3 separate regions of the Mus musculus genome follow, and regions 2 and 3 are each linked to region 1. A link is a contact called in public promoter capture Hi-C data. All regions are on one chromosome and are shown on one strand. The core of a region is the stretch at or near the end of the contact, and the rest is flanking DNA. Distances in the headings are between cores, read along the strand shown.

The links. Promoter capture Hi-C pulls out the DNA fragments that hold promoters and counts their contacts.
Region 2: a promoter capture Hi-C map of stem cell-derived epiblast-like cells shows a contact between it and region 1, with 5 times the contacts expected there. The contact joins the enhancer-like site here to the promoter of Casr in region 1. A contact is called at or near these places in 16 of 39 promoter capture datasets (the 3T3-L1 cell line, 3T3-L1-derived adipocytes, the HPC-7 cell line and 9 more), 20 of 484 Hi-C or Micro-C datasets (all in embryonic stem cells), 13 of 115 datasets of contacts at active chromatin or transcription factors (CD8 T cells, bone marrow-derived dendritic cells, cardiomyocytes and 1 more) and 4 of 9 other capture datasets (adipose tissue, embryonic stem cells, liver and 1 more).
Region 3: a contact with region 1 is called in a promoter capture Hi-C map of embryonic stem cells, with 5 times the contacts expected there. The contact joins the enhancer-like site here to the promoter of Casr in region 1. A contact is called at or near these places in 7 of 39 promoter capture datasets (the 3T3-L1 cell line, the SN4741 cell line, embryonic stem cells and 2 more), 2 of 115 datasets of contacts at active chromatin or transcription factors (forebrain and stem cell-derived neural progenitor cells) and 3 of 9 other capture datasets (adipose tissue, embryonic stem cells and liver).

The regions. Positions count from the first base shown.
Region 1 is chr16:36,559,962-36,563,574 of GRCm38.p6, forward strand. Casr (calcium-sensing receptor) reads right to left here and starts at 2,173. Exons shown (of 7, transcript NM_013803.3): 1 at 1,893-2,173.
Region 2 is chr16:36,719,537-36,723,696 of GRCm38.p6, forward strand. Ildr1 (immunoglobulin-like domain containing receptor 1) reads left to right here. Exons shown (of 8, transcript NM_001285788.1): 6 at 2,002-2,133; 7 at 2,347-3,143. Among named protein-coding and RNA genes, the nearest start is that of Ildr1, 28 kb to the left of the region's middle. Within about 2 kb of position 2,680, at least 20 of the 459 cell types and tissues checked have an H3K27ac peak or open chromatin away from gene starts, as enhancers often do. A contact at or near this core is called in embryonic stem cells and stem cell-derived epiblast-like cells, where this site is marked.
Region 3 is chr16:36,769,736-36,773,587 of GRCm38.p6, forward strand. Slc15a2 (solute carrier family 15 (H+/peptide transporter), member 2) reads right to left here. Exons shown (of 22, transcript NM_021301.3): 6 at 2,687-2,777; 7 at 2,329-2,406. Among named protein-coding and RNA genes, the nearest start is that of Slc15a2, 13 kb to the right of the region's middle. Within about 2 kb of position 1,261, at least 44 of the 459 cell types and tissues checked have an H3K27ac peak or open chromatin away from gene starts, as enhancers often do. A contact at or near this core is called in embryonic stem cells, forebrain and stem cell-derived neural progenitor cells, where this site is marked.

The DNA.
Region 1 (3,613 bases), core at 923-3,422:
TGTCTGGTCTTATTGACCATCTTGTTCCCAGGATCTGGTGTGTAGCTAGGCTCTACAAACACGTTAAGTGAATACTGATGTTTTTTACATTTTTGTGTCTCTGTTTATAAGTCATGCACTACCCCCTCATCAGCCTTGCACCTGCACCCAGCCCAATCCATTCTCTAGTTACAACGTCATCCTTAAGTCTGCAGGAGAGGGAACAGCTAATGCCTGAACTTTGCAGGATCCAGTTCAACAAAGGAAAAATGAGGAAAACAAGGGACACTGGCATAGATGGAGGTTACTTTAAACAGTTTACACAGCTTCTAAAGAACCTCCTATACCGGTAAAAAAAAATAAGACCAATTACTCTGTCTTAATCTACAAACATGGTTTGATTCGTTGATTATGGAAAAGAGTTGATGATGTGAGTTATCAGCATGAAGACCACATGTGTTCCCTTAGCAAAACTCCCCAGGGTCAGCTCCTGAATGACAGGGGCTGGCCCGGGGTTCCTCTGCTCTCAAAGATGTTGGTCTCCTGCTCCCTCACTGTTCCCTGGTCTCCCTGATTTCTTCCTTTGTGTTTTCTTTTTTTCTCTGCCTATCACAAAGCCTTGCCCTGTTCACAGGGCCAATTTAAAAGCTCACTTTTCCAAGTCCTCCAGAGGGAACACCCCAAGCATGCCACTTTGGGAACCTGGAGCCTGGAGTCCAAATGGGAGGGGGAATGAATTCTAGGCGGCAGAGAGTTTGGCAAGACAGCCCTCCTTCACCTCCCCCAACAGTGAACCGCACCACTTTACTGCACTGAGGAATCCTGGAGAAGAACGGGTGGGAACTTGTTAGGAGCTCTTCCCCAGCATGCCTCTTTCTCAGAATACTGAGAAAGAGAGGAAGGAGGGAGATAAAAGACTCAGAACTGAAGAGAGAAAGCACAATGAGTAAACTCATGTTAGAAAGGAAACTGGTCTCTAGATATGCATTGGTGTTATTTCCAAGTTTACCGTGTGTGTTGTTAATCAAAAACTACAATATCAAAACAATAACTCCATCAACTTACTTTTTTTTTTTTTTACCTCCAAGGAATATGGAGGCTGGTGACCAGACACCCTAATTTGGAGCCACTGAGGCAAGTACTTTGGTAGGGCAGCGCGCGCGCGCACACACACACACACACACACACACACACACACACACACACACACACGCCCGCGCCAGAAAGCTACCTCTCTCCTTGTCAGTGGGAAAAGTTCTCTTTGACTGTCACAGGGATAAATAAACCGGAGGCACAAGACACACCCCACTTTTTTTTTTTACTGTGAACTCTATTCATCTTTGTAGGCATCCGATCCGCTATCCCTGAAGCCCAGCGTTCAGGGCTCCCAGGTCTGACCTGCTACTGTTCGCTGCCCCCAAACCTCATCAAAGCCTCCTCTGCCACTCGGGTACGTTATGCCCGCACTTCTGGTGTCCCCAAGTCCTACCTGGAGTCCTTGTCGTGGCTCTTTCCACAGGAACACCTGCTGGCCCTGTTTCCCCAGGACCAGCTGGATGCTGAGCTCAGGATGCAGTACCAGTCTGCCGGGCTTGCGATGTCAAGTTAAGTTGTTTGAGTAGCGTGCTACCCTCTAAAGTTCCCTGTTCGCCTTGGGTCAAGCCACTGCCTCCCAGCAGACCCTCTGACGGCCACTGTGGCCCGGTTCGGGGCTCCGCCCCTTGCCTGCTCTCGCCTGCGTGCTTCCTGGGGTCTATGGCCCCCAAATCCCTCCAAATACACTTACAGTCCGTGCCCTAGCCCGCCTGGAATCTCCCAGGCTCCCTCGATCTCTCAGGTCAGCCTTTGAGCTGTGCGCTCCGGCGCTGCGGGCGCGACGTCCCTCCCCCTAGGCCACCTGTCGGGTTTGGTACCTGAGAGACCGAGGTCTAGCGCTGGAGTCCTCCTGTCTGCGATGAGGCTCTAGCCATCCCAGGCTTCCGATCCTGCTCCTGCTGTTGGTCTGGGAAGATACAACCCCCTCCTTCCCCGCAGCACACACGCTTCCCGCTCCTCCCTGGAGATGGAAAGAGGATCACAAGGCAACTGTGCCAGAGGATGGGGCACTTTTTTCCTAGTAAAGATCCAGAACTCACAGTATAATAAACACTCTTAGGCGTTCTGCTAGACTCCAGCGTTGCTTCAGCGGGCTGTACACAAACAGCCCCCTCCCTCCACTACCCCAGAGATCTGGTAAGCTTTGCCCCAGCATCAGGGTGTGCTTCTTGAAGGTAGGAGAGGCCAGCCTGGCTCACAGTTGTGCTCAGGCTCTGGCTCAGCGCTGGCCACTCATCATAATACTTGAATGAAATGGAAAAATCAATTTATTTGGTAGAAACCCAGCATTTGCTTTTCAGCCCTAAAGCCTATCAACTCCTTTGTGTAGGCAATTTGATAGCCAACACACACACACACACACACACACACACACACACACACACACGAACACACGAACACACGAACACAAACTAAACAAATAGAAACAGCCAAAACAATTTTTGCAGTACTTTGTAGTAATTTCCAGAATAAAATAATGTTGCGATGCAAATATATATAACAGGTTCATTTTCAACATAAAATAATAATATTTAAACAATGGCGTTATAGCTATGCCCATCAAGCACAGAGGAGAGCTACGTTCAAGCTCCTGGGATCCATACGAAACCTGCTGCATAGCGTGTCTGCAATCCCAGGACTCCTACATCAAAATGGGAGACCTTAAGGCGCTAACGTGTTTATAAAGCCACAGACATTGTTCTGGAGTAAGGTGAAAGGCCAGCACACATGAATGTGTACACACACACACACACACACACACACACACACACACACCAAAATAAAAGCAACAAGTGAACAACACCGAACCTGCCAATAGGAAATAGGTTAAAGAACTTAAGGTAGTGTGGCTTAATGGAATCCTACCCAACCGTTACAATGCAAGCATGGAGACTTCGGTGCCTCCCAGTCTTCTTAGAACAGATAGTGTTTATTCCTATGAACCACAATGAGTATTTCAGCCAGACATCCATAGTAGTCCAATAATGGTACTTTTATCATGGGGATAAACATCAATTGTCTAATCAACTAAGACTCCCTCCATAGGGATGAGTTCATGCCTGGTACCATAAACCTAACTACTTGTGCTTAGAGAAGTCTTAGGTTTGAGAGGGGAACTCATATCATGGCAGACATGTTTCTACAGATAAGTGTAGTTCTTTTTTAAAAAATAAAGGGGGGAGGGAGTTTTTTCCCAACAGATAGAGACTGTTCATTACACAATACAGAAAATAAGGGACTATGGAGAACCCTAACTGATACACCTGCCATAAAACAACTGCACCTAAGGCTCATGGGAAATTATGAAAGATCGGGGAGGGGAGGAAGATTGTAAGAGGCAGGGACCCATGATGTTTGGTATGAGATAGTGTTTCCTAACCACAACAGGGAGAAATCAACCATGGAATCTCAACAATATGGTTGCTTGGACCAGACAGCATAATTCAACCCAGCGGCTGAGAGAGAGACCCCAAGATGATCAGGTTGTATTAATTCTCTCCAATAATGTTTGAATTGGGGTTTGGTTAAGTGACACTCC
Region 2 (4,160 bases), core at 1,430-3,929, 160 kb after region 1:
AATAGGCCGGCTTCTGTGACAGCAGAGAGGTGGAGGTATGGAGTGGTAACCAGTCATGGGCAAGGGAAGTTGGAAAGTGTCCAGGGACCCTGGGAAAGAAGTATAGGTTTCAGAAGCAGATAAAATGTTATCATTTCTGTCCCTGGTAGAAGCCTTAAACATTATACTCCGTCTTTTCCCTCAGAGACAAAGACTCTACATCTGTGTTTCTCCTGGAGCTAAGGCGAAAGAAACAATTTATTATGATAAAAATGAGGGTCTCTACTGACTCACCTGTTGGGCATTCCATGGTGTTTGCCTCATTTAACGGCAGCAACTCTGCAAAAGATCTGTCTAGCCCGGAGTCTCTGAAAACTCCAAGTCACGCAGCTTGAGTAGCCTGGATGGTTGAAGTCCCATCTGGTCCTCAAAACCTTGGTTTAAGCAAGTCTGACCTTGGCGGCTTCATTTCTCAGAATTGTCTTGAATCTTTAAGCAGCTGGCTCTAAGCTGACAGAAGAGGCATCTGCACTCACTGTGGGATGTTGAGTTGGAATACAACTTCTGTGCTCTCAGCTTCTTCTATTCCTCACATTAAAAGACATCTCAAGGCCAGGCGTGGTGGCCCCTGCCTGTAATCTTAGTTCTCAGTGGGTGATGCAGGAAGACCCTTAAGTTTGATGCCAGCCTAGGCTATGGAGTAAGATTCTGTTTGAAAACACAGAGAAGAGCTGGGTGAGAAGGATTAGCGTGCTATGCTGATGGTGGCCAGTAGAAGGGGCTAATAGGCCCCTGCTCCTGTCTCCTTTGAGACTGGAGTGCTGTGGGTTGGTATTAAGATGTGGCAGCTCTAGGAACTACTTTGAGTGCATTTGATTTCTTCCTGGCAGGGCTGTGACTCATTAACGGGGCTGGAGCTCCGGACACTTCTGGGGGCTCTGTGGCAACCACTTCCTATTGTGTTCGAAGATAGCTCCTCAGTGGCCTCAGCAGACACTATGTAGCTGGGTACAGAACACGCGCCTTCTGCCCTATTCTTCTGGGCAGAGCCGTGCCGTTTTACAGCACACCCTGATGTCTGTGAGACTACCGGGGTGGAAGCCTGTCACAGTGTGTTTAGCAGTGTGCATCTGCTCCACTCGTGGCTAGGCAGAGTCTTTGGGAGTCAAATGGTACTTAGCCACAATCACCTGAGTTTCAAAATGGAAACTCAGGACCAAGAGCAAAATTTTAATTGCATTCTCTGCAGATTGTGTGCTTCAGCACAGCTGCACCTAGGGGACTGAAATGACATTGCAGAGACCCTTTGTGCTGCTTTTTTGGCCCGTCCCCCCAGGAAGGGAGTATTGCCCTGTTATTTGCCTGGCCCACCCCTAACTGGGGGGAACCCCAGCAGCTAGTTAAGGAGAAGAATAGAAAGGATCCGCTTTAACTCACTTCAGCTTTGTGTGTCTCTGGCCCTCGTCCCATGAGGTTTTTTTGTTTGTTTGGTTGGTTGGTTGGTTTGTTTTTTTGTTTTTTTGTTTTGTTTTGTTTTGTTTTGTTTTTCCCCCACCCGGGGCTGGTATTCCAGTTAGAAACATGCTTAAGGGATACACCACAGTTGTGTTCATCCCCTCAGAACAGATGGCCCTGAGTTTGCCCTGCAGGCTCAAGAGCTGCCAGGCTGGTTCATAGCCTCCTCTAAGCCTTACTATGTGGGGTATTTCTGTGTGACCTGAAGTTTGATTGACAGCCTATGCCCTTTGGGTGATGTGGAGAGCTAGTAACATGAGGACATGTTTTGAGGCTAGAATGTTGTTGTTGTTTTAAAGTTTTAAAGTAAACTTTCCTGGGGTGTGAGAGATGGGGTCTATAACAAGGAAACACAGCTCCTTGCTAAAGATACAGCCCCTAAACTCTTGTTTCCCTGCAAGATAGGTAAGAACGGGCTCCAAGGCGAGAAGCTGGAAGCACAGACCAAGTAGGAGGTGTGGGACTCCGGCTGGCTAAGGGTCTGCGTTTCTCCTTCTTCCCTTGCAGCCCTGGCCCGCCACCGCTACATGAAGCAGGTTCAGGCCCTAGGTCCTCAGATGATGGAAAAACCCCTGTACTGGGGGGCGGACAGGAGCTCCCAAGTTTCATCTTATGCAATGAACCCGCTGCTGCAGCGAGGTAAACTTTGCCAGAAAGTCATGGGACGGGGAGGGCAGAGGGTGAGGGCAGAGGTGCCGTCTGCCAAGAAGCATGCGCACTAACCGGGTGTCTTTCGATGGAGGGTGGGAGGGAGTGCAATCCTGCTTACTAACGTGACATTTTGATGCCCTGGTTCCTAGGAGGGTATTTGGGACCAGCAGTTCAGTGTGCTCCATCCTTGTTTCCATTCAGATCTGTCCTTACAGTCCAGCCTTCCACAGATGCCAATGACCCAGATGGCTGCTCACCCTCCGGTGGCTAATGGTGTCCTGGAATATTTGGAGAAAGAATTGCGGAACCTCAACCCAGCCCAACCTCTGCCTGCGGATCTCAGAGCCAAATCTGGCCACCCTTGCAGCATGCTCTCCTCCCTGGGCTCCGCAGAGGTTGTGGAACGCAGAGTCATCCACCTGCCCCCACTAATCAGAGACCCACCGTCCTCCAGGACCAGCAACCCCTCACACCAGCAGCGGCTCAATGCTGTTTCTTCCAGACACTGCGATCTGAGTGAGCGCCCGAGGCAGCGCCATCACTCCGATTTCCTCCGAGAGCTCCAGGACCAGGGGATGAGACCCTGGGCCCCGGGGAGAGGGGAGCTGGACCCCCATTGGAGTGGGAGACACCACCGCTCTAGGCCCAGCGAGTCATCCATGCCTTGGTCAGACTGGGACAGCCTGAGCGAATGTCCCTCATCCAGTGAGGCTCCTTGGCCCCCCAGACGACCAGAGCCCAGGGAAGGCGCCCAGAGACGTGAGAGACGCAGGCATCGCAGCTACTCGCCTCCTCTACCCTCGGGCCCCAGCTCTTGGAGCTCTGAAGAGGAGAAAGAGTCGCTGCCCAGGAACTGGGGTGCCCAGCGACGTCACCATCACCGCCGCCGCCGCTCACAGTCTCCAAACTGGCCTGAGGAGAAGCCGCCCAGCTACCGCTCACTGGATGTGACTCCAGGCAAGAACAACAGGAAAAAAGGGAATGTGGAGAGGCGCTTGGTGAGCCTGGGGCATCCTGTGGAGGGTCGGGCAGGATCAGAGAGGCTCCTCAGCTGACACAGGCCCAGCAGGGTTTTCCTAGTCCTGCATAACTGTCCCGGCAGGCTGAGGTACTACTTTTTCTTAGAATGAAAGGGCCTAGTCAGTGCAGGGTACAGAAGAGGCCCAGAGCTTGCACTGGATCTTCTCTGCCCCAGCGTGTGTGACTTTAGCCATGTTCTCTGCCCTTGGAGGCAGGTCAGGAGGGCTCTGCTGGTAAGGACAGTAAAGAACTAAGGCTCAGAATGACTAAGCACCCCACCCCCAACCCCGTGGTGGGGAGCTGGTCCTCCGGTCTCAGCTGCAGGACTGGATGTTGACTTGGCAACCTTTTTTCTCACAGGCCCAGTTAGAAACAGGCAAGAGGAGTTGTGAATGTTTAAGTGAGCAGCAACTGTGCTGTGTGAGAGGATGAGGGCTTCCTGGTGTGCCGGGGAAGGCTCATCAGACTAATGAAAACAGACCTGGGCATCCCACTTAATGAGTAAAACTTTAGAGTGCTGTGAACCTTGAAGATGCCAGTCATTATTTAGCACTCTAAAGGGGAAACACTGGAGGATACATGTCTACAGTACCCCTGCCCCTCTCTCCCCCCCTTTCTCATGTAGTGACTAAGTATGCCTCTTCTTTTTAGCAGAAAAAAATATATGATTTTCAAGTTTTTGGCTCAACATCTGAGCCCCACTTTCCTCTAAGTTACTTTTTTTCCCTTTTCTTTATTTCCCTCCAGTTAAAGTATGCAGCCCTTCTAAGCCTTAGAATCTAAGGGAAGGGTACAAGACACGCTCTAGACACTGAGCCAGTCCTGATTCATTTGGTCCTCACAAGGCTCAGAAAGGTTGAAGAACAAGGGCAAAGCACAGAGCAATAGAAAAAGAAGCCCGTGTTTGAACACAGTCCTCTGGTTCTCAAGCCTTTTTGGTAACCCACAGTTTCCTTAGACAGAAGTTGAGATCCATAACACTTTCTAGTGACTAC
Region 3 (3,852 bases), core at 11-2,510, 210 kb after region 1:
TGAATTCATACAGTTGAATCCTTCTTAACAGTCTGCTTTACGGGAACCTTTATCACCGTCGTTCCCCAGCTGATGAGTTCTGAATTCGGCAGTTGAATCCTTCTCAACAGTCTGCTTTACGGGAACCTTATAACCTTGATTCGCAGTTCTGGTTCTGAAATGAAGTATCCCTCCTGCGCCAGTCCGGAGTTTTTTCTCGTCCCGGAATTCGGCACCAATTGTTATTAGACGCGTTCTCACGACCGGCCAGGAAGAATACAACAACCAGAATCTTCCACGGCAAAGCTTTATTGCTTATATCTTTATCGGGCCAGAGTGTAAGAAGCAAGAGAGGGAAGCAAGAGAGAGCAAGAAGCAAGAGAGGGAAGCAAGAGAGAGCAAGAAGCAAGAGAGAGAGAAAAACGAAACCCCTTCTATTTTAAAGAGAACAACCATTGCCTAGGGCGCATCACTCCCTGATTGGCTGCAGCCCATGGCCGAGCTGACGTTCACGGGAAAAACAGAGTACAAGTGGTCGTAAATACCCTTGGCTCATGCGCAGATTATTTGTTTACCAACTTAGAACACAGGATGTCAGCGCCATCTTGTGACGGCGAATGTGGGGGCGGCTTCCCACACTCCAGAGTGCTTGTCAGAAGCCCTTCTATGAGCCCCATGGCTCTCTCTATACTTCCCTGGTTGTGATATTGACTCTTCTATACGGTTCTATACGGCAAATCCTATTTGCTTTTTTCTGGATTGCTTTCTCAGTGCTATATAAATTCTTTGAGGATATGAACTTTATAACTGTCTAAATCACCAATATGGTTCCAATCCCTAGCACAAAATCTATTACACAGGAAGTATTATGACCACCACAAAATTCAGCTGCTGACTAACGAGGACAGACACCACCTATTGAGCATTATAATTCCAAAGTCTTTTTTGAGCTTCCTAATTGTTTTAATATCTAATTAAAAACCTAATTGTTTTTATATTATTACTGGGCAGTGATATAGAGAAGCTGCCATGATAATAATACGTGTAAAAAAAAAAAAAAACCAAGAAAGTGCTTGTGGAAAATATTTAGCACTGAAGGGAGAAGGAAGCAGAGAGTCCTTGATCATGGCTCTCCCGGAACACATTTGTTTGGAATTGGGAACCGCATTACTTTCAGCCTTTCTGGTAGAAAAGAATCAGACCAAACACTGAATCTCTGGGCTCCCTCTCCTCTGTTGAGCTCTTTATGTGTTTGAACTGGATATAGTCCAGAGGGGTGTCACCCAGAGGCTCAGAGTGAGACACGTTTCCAGGTCAATGACTAGAAACAATCACACCCAAGCCTCCCCTTAGGGCACTTGCCTAAACTAACAGGCCTACATGTCCCCCGTCTTTTCCAGGACAAGGTTCTCAGTGCTAAAAGAATGCCACTTGATCCAGGTTGCATTACTTCCTGACTAATCCAGCTCCTCTTTAATTCTCTTTGTTCAATGGGAAATTCTTGGGAAGCTTTGCAGAGCAGATGGGGGGGGGGGGGCTAAACCTGGAAGCTTCTTTGAAATGCCCAGGCAATCAAAAGTAGCATCTACTTACCAGAAAAATAAGTATTGGATAACACAAACTAGATCGAGACAGAGGTTGAATTATCTTAGTTCCTTCCTTGCATATTTCAGCAATAAGCAATGGGCTTCAATCCTGACTACACATAAGAACCACTTAAGAGTGCCAGGCCTTGGTGGCACACACACTTAATCCCAGCACACAGGAGGCAGAGGCAGTTAAGGGGGTGGGGGTAGGGGTGGGGGTGGGGTAGGGATGGGGGGGTGGGGAGAGTCATCTGAGATATTTAAAACCTTTAGTCACTCGAACTCCTGATTGGTAATCCTACATGTACTCCAAAACTTGTTTTTTAAAAGGCTTCTTTGAAATTTATTAACTATGTGACTATAGCACTTAAAAAGTGGTTTATGGGACTGGAGAGAAGGCGCAGAAGTTAAGAATATCTGTTGCTCTTTTAGAGGACTTGGGATAGATTCCTAGTACCCACATGGTTGCTTAGAATTGTCTGTAACTCCAGTTCCAGAGGATCTGATGCCCTCTTCCGGCATCCGTGGGCACTAAGCACACATGTGATACACAAATATATGCTGACACACAGATAATAAAAGTTAAAAATTTAATTTCTGACCACCATTCATAATTTATCTTCAAACCCAAAGGGAAACCACTGCAATGAGGCTTGCCTGATAGGGTTAGTGGAAAGGGTGCATGGAAGAGTAGAGTCCCTGCATGATGCCTTCTATGTGGCAGGGATCAACGGCTGTTCACATCCTTTTCCACTCCACTCACCAAGTGCCAGCACCATGAGCAATCCTGGAATCCCAAAAGCCAATGCATAGCAGTCTTCGCCAAAACACTTCACATCCCCTGAGGAAAACAGGAAGGGAAGAGTGATTGTGACTCACGAGTCTGCCATATTTTACTCTATAAGGTCAGGCTCTTGGTGTACGCATAGCTATCCTCTCTTCTTCCCATCATCTACCCCCATAACCCTTCTTTTAAATCAGACCAGTTGAAACTAAAACAACTTCTCACATACTTATAAGCCCATAGGAACGGAGAAGCTGGACCACCTGAAGCTGTGAATGGCTTTTTGGTTGGCCAGCATAAAGCCCTACACATGCAGTCCCATAGAAAGAATCCTAACCTCTTAGCATGGGTGTGATGAACATAGAAATCAAGCTCCCTGCATTGATGGAGAGGTAGAAGACCGAGAAGTATCTAGTCCGTGCCTCTGCCTGCAATGAGACAGATCATCAGGGAAATGTCACTCCACCTACCCCATGTTAACAGACATACAAAGCATCAAGTTCAGATTGTGCTACCACGGCATGAGCGTCTCATTAGCTCTCTAATACAGTGGCTGATTGACCCTAGACGGCCTTCTAAACTCAATTACAAACCCTTTAAGACCTGGGAAAAGTGATCAACCTGTCCTTAATACCACTCTTGTGTCTTATACATATTTATTATATGAATTTATTTGTATTAAATATCCATTTATTCAGTGTATTGTGAGTCTCTTCGGGATATAAATTTTATTCTGTAATATCTAGTACCTAGAAAAAATGCTAACATATATTAGACAATAAATGTTTATTGCCTGTATTAATTAGTTAATTAATGTTAATTGACTTCATTAATTAACTCCTTGAGTTAATGAATATATTTTGTGAAGTATATGGTAGGACAGTGTAGTGAAGCTATTATTGATCTAGGAGGAAAGTATAACTCAGGTTTCAGGGAGGATAGATCTTCCAGACGGTACAAAAGGGAATCCACTGGCCTAGAAGTGGTTTGCAGAAACTTGAGGTTGAGTTTGCTCTAATCACTGAAATATGTCTGTGGGCCTGCTACTAAATACAACCACTTTCAAGTGAAGTTTTTAATAAGTGATCTATTATATAGGGTGTACTTCATTCTAGCACTTCAGCTCTTCCTGGCGCACTAGAACAATCAGTCCTTCCCAGGCTCAGTTTGCGGTGTGTGTTTTGCTCCTTCTCCTTCTCATGTGCATGGACTTTCGCTCTTCTAACTCTTGTAGCTCATTGTGCACAGAAGCTGATCTGCCAGAGGTCTGTCATTTCCCCAGTGTCGGCCAGCAATTAGAATCCATGGATCCCAGAATAAAGTGTGCTGGATAACCCAAGTAGTCTACACGGCAAGAGAAGCATAGGAAAAAAAGACACACAGACAGAAAACAGGGGCAGGGAGAGATAACAGACCTTGCATTATAGAGAAAATTAAGGAGGGAAGGAGAAGCACACATACAGACTAGGGAGTGGAGAAACAGAACCAGGATAAACAGCTACG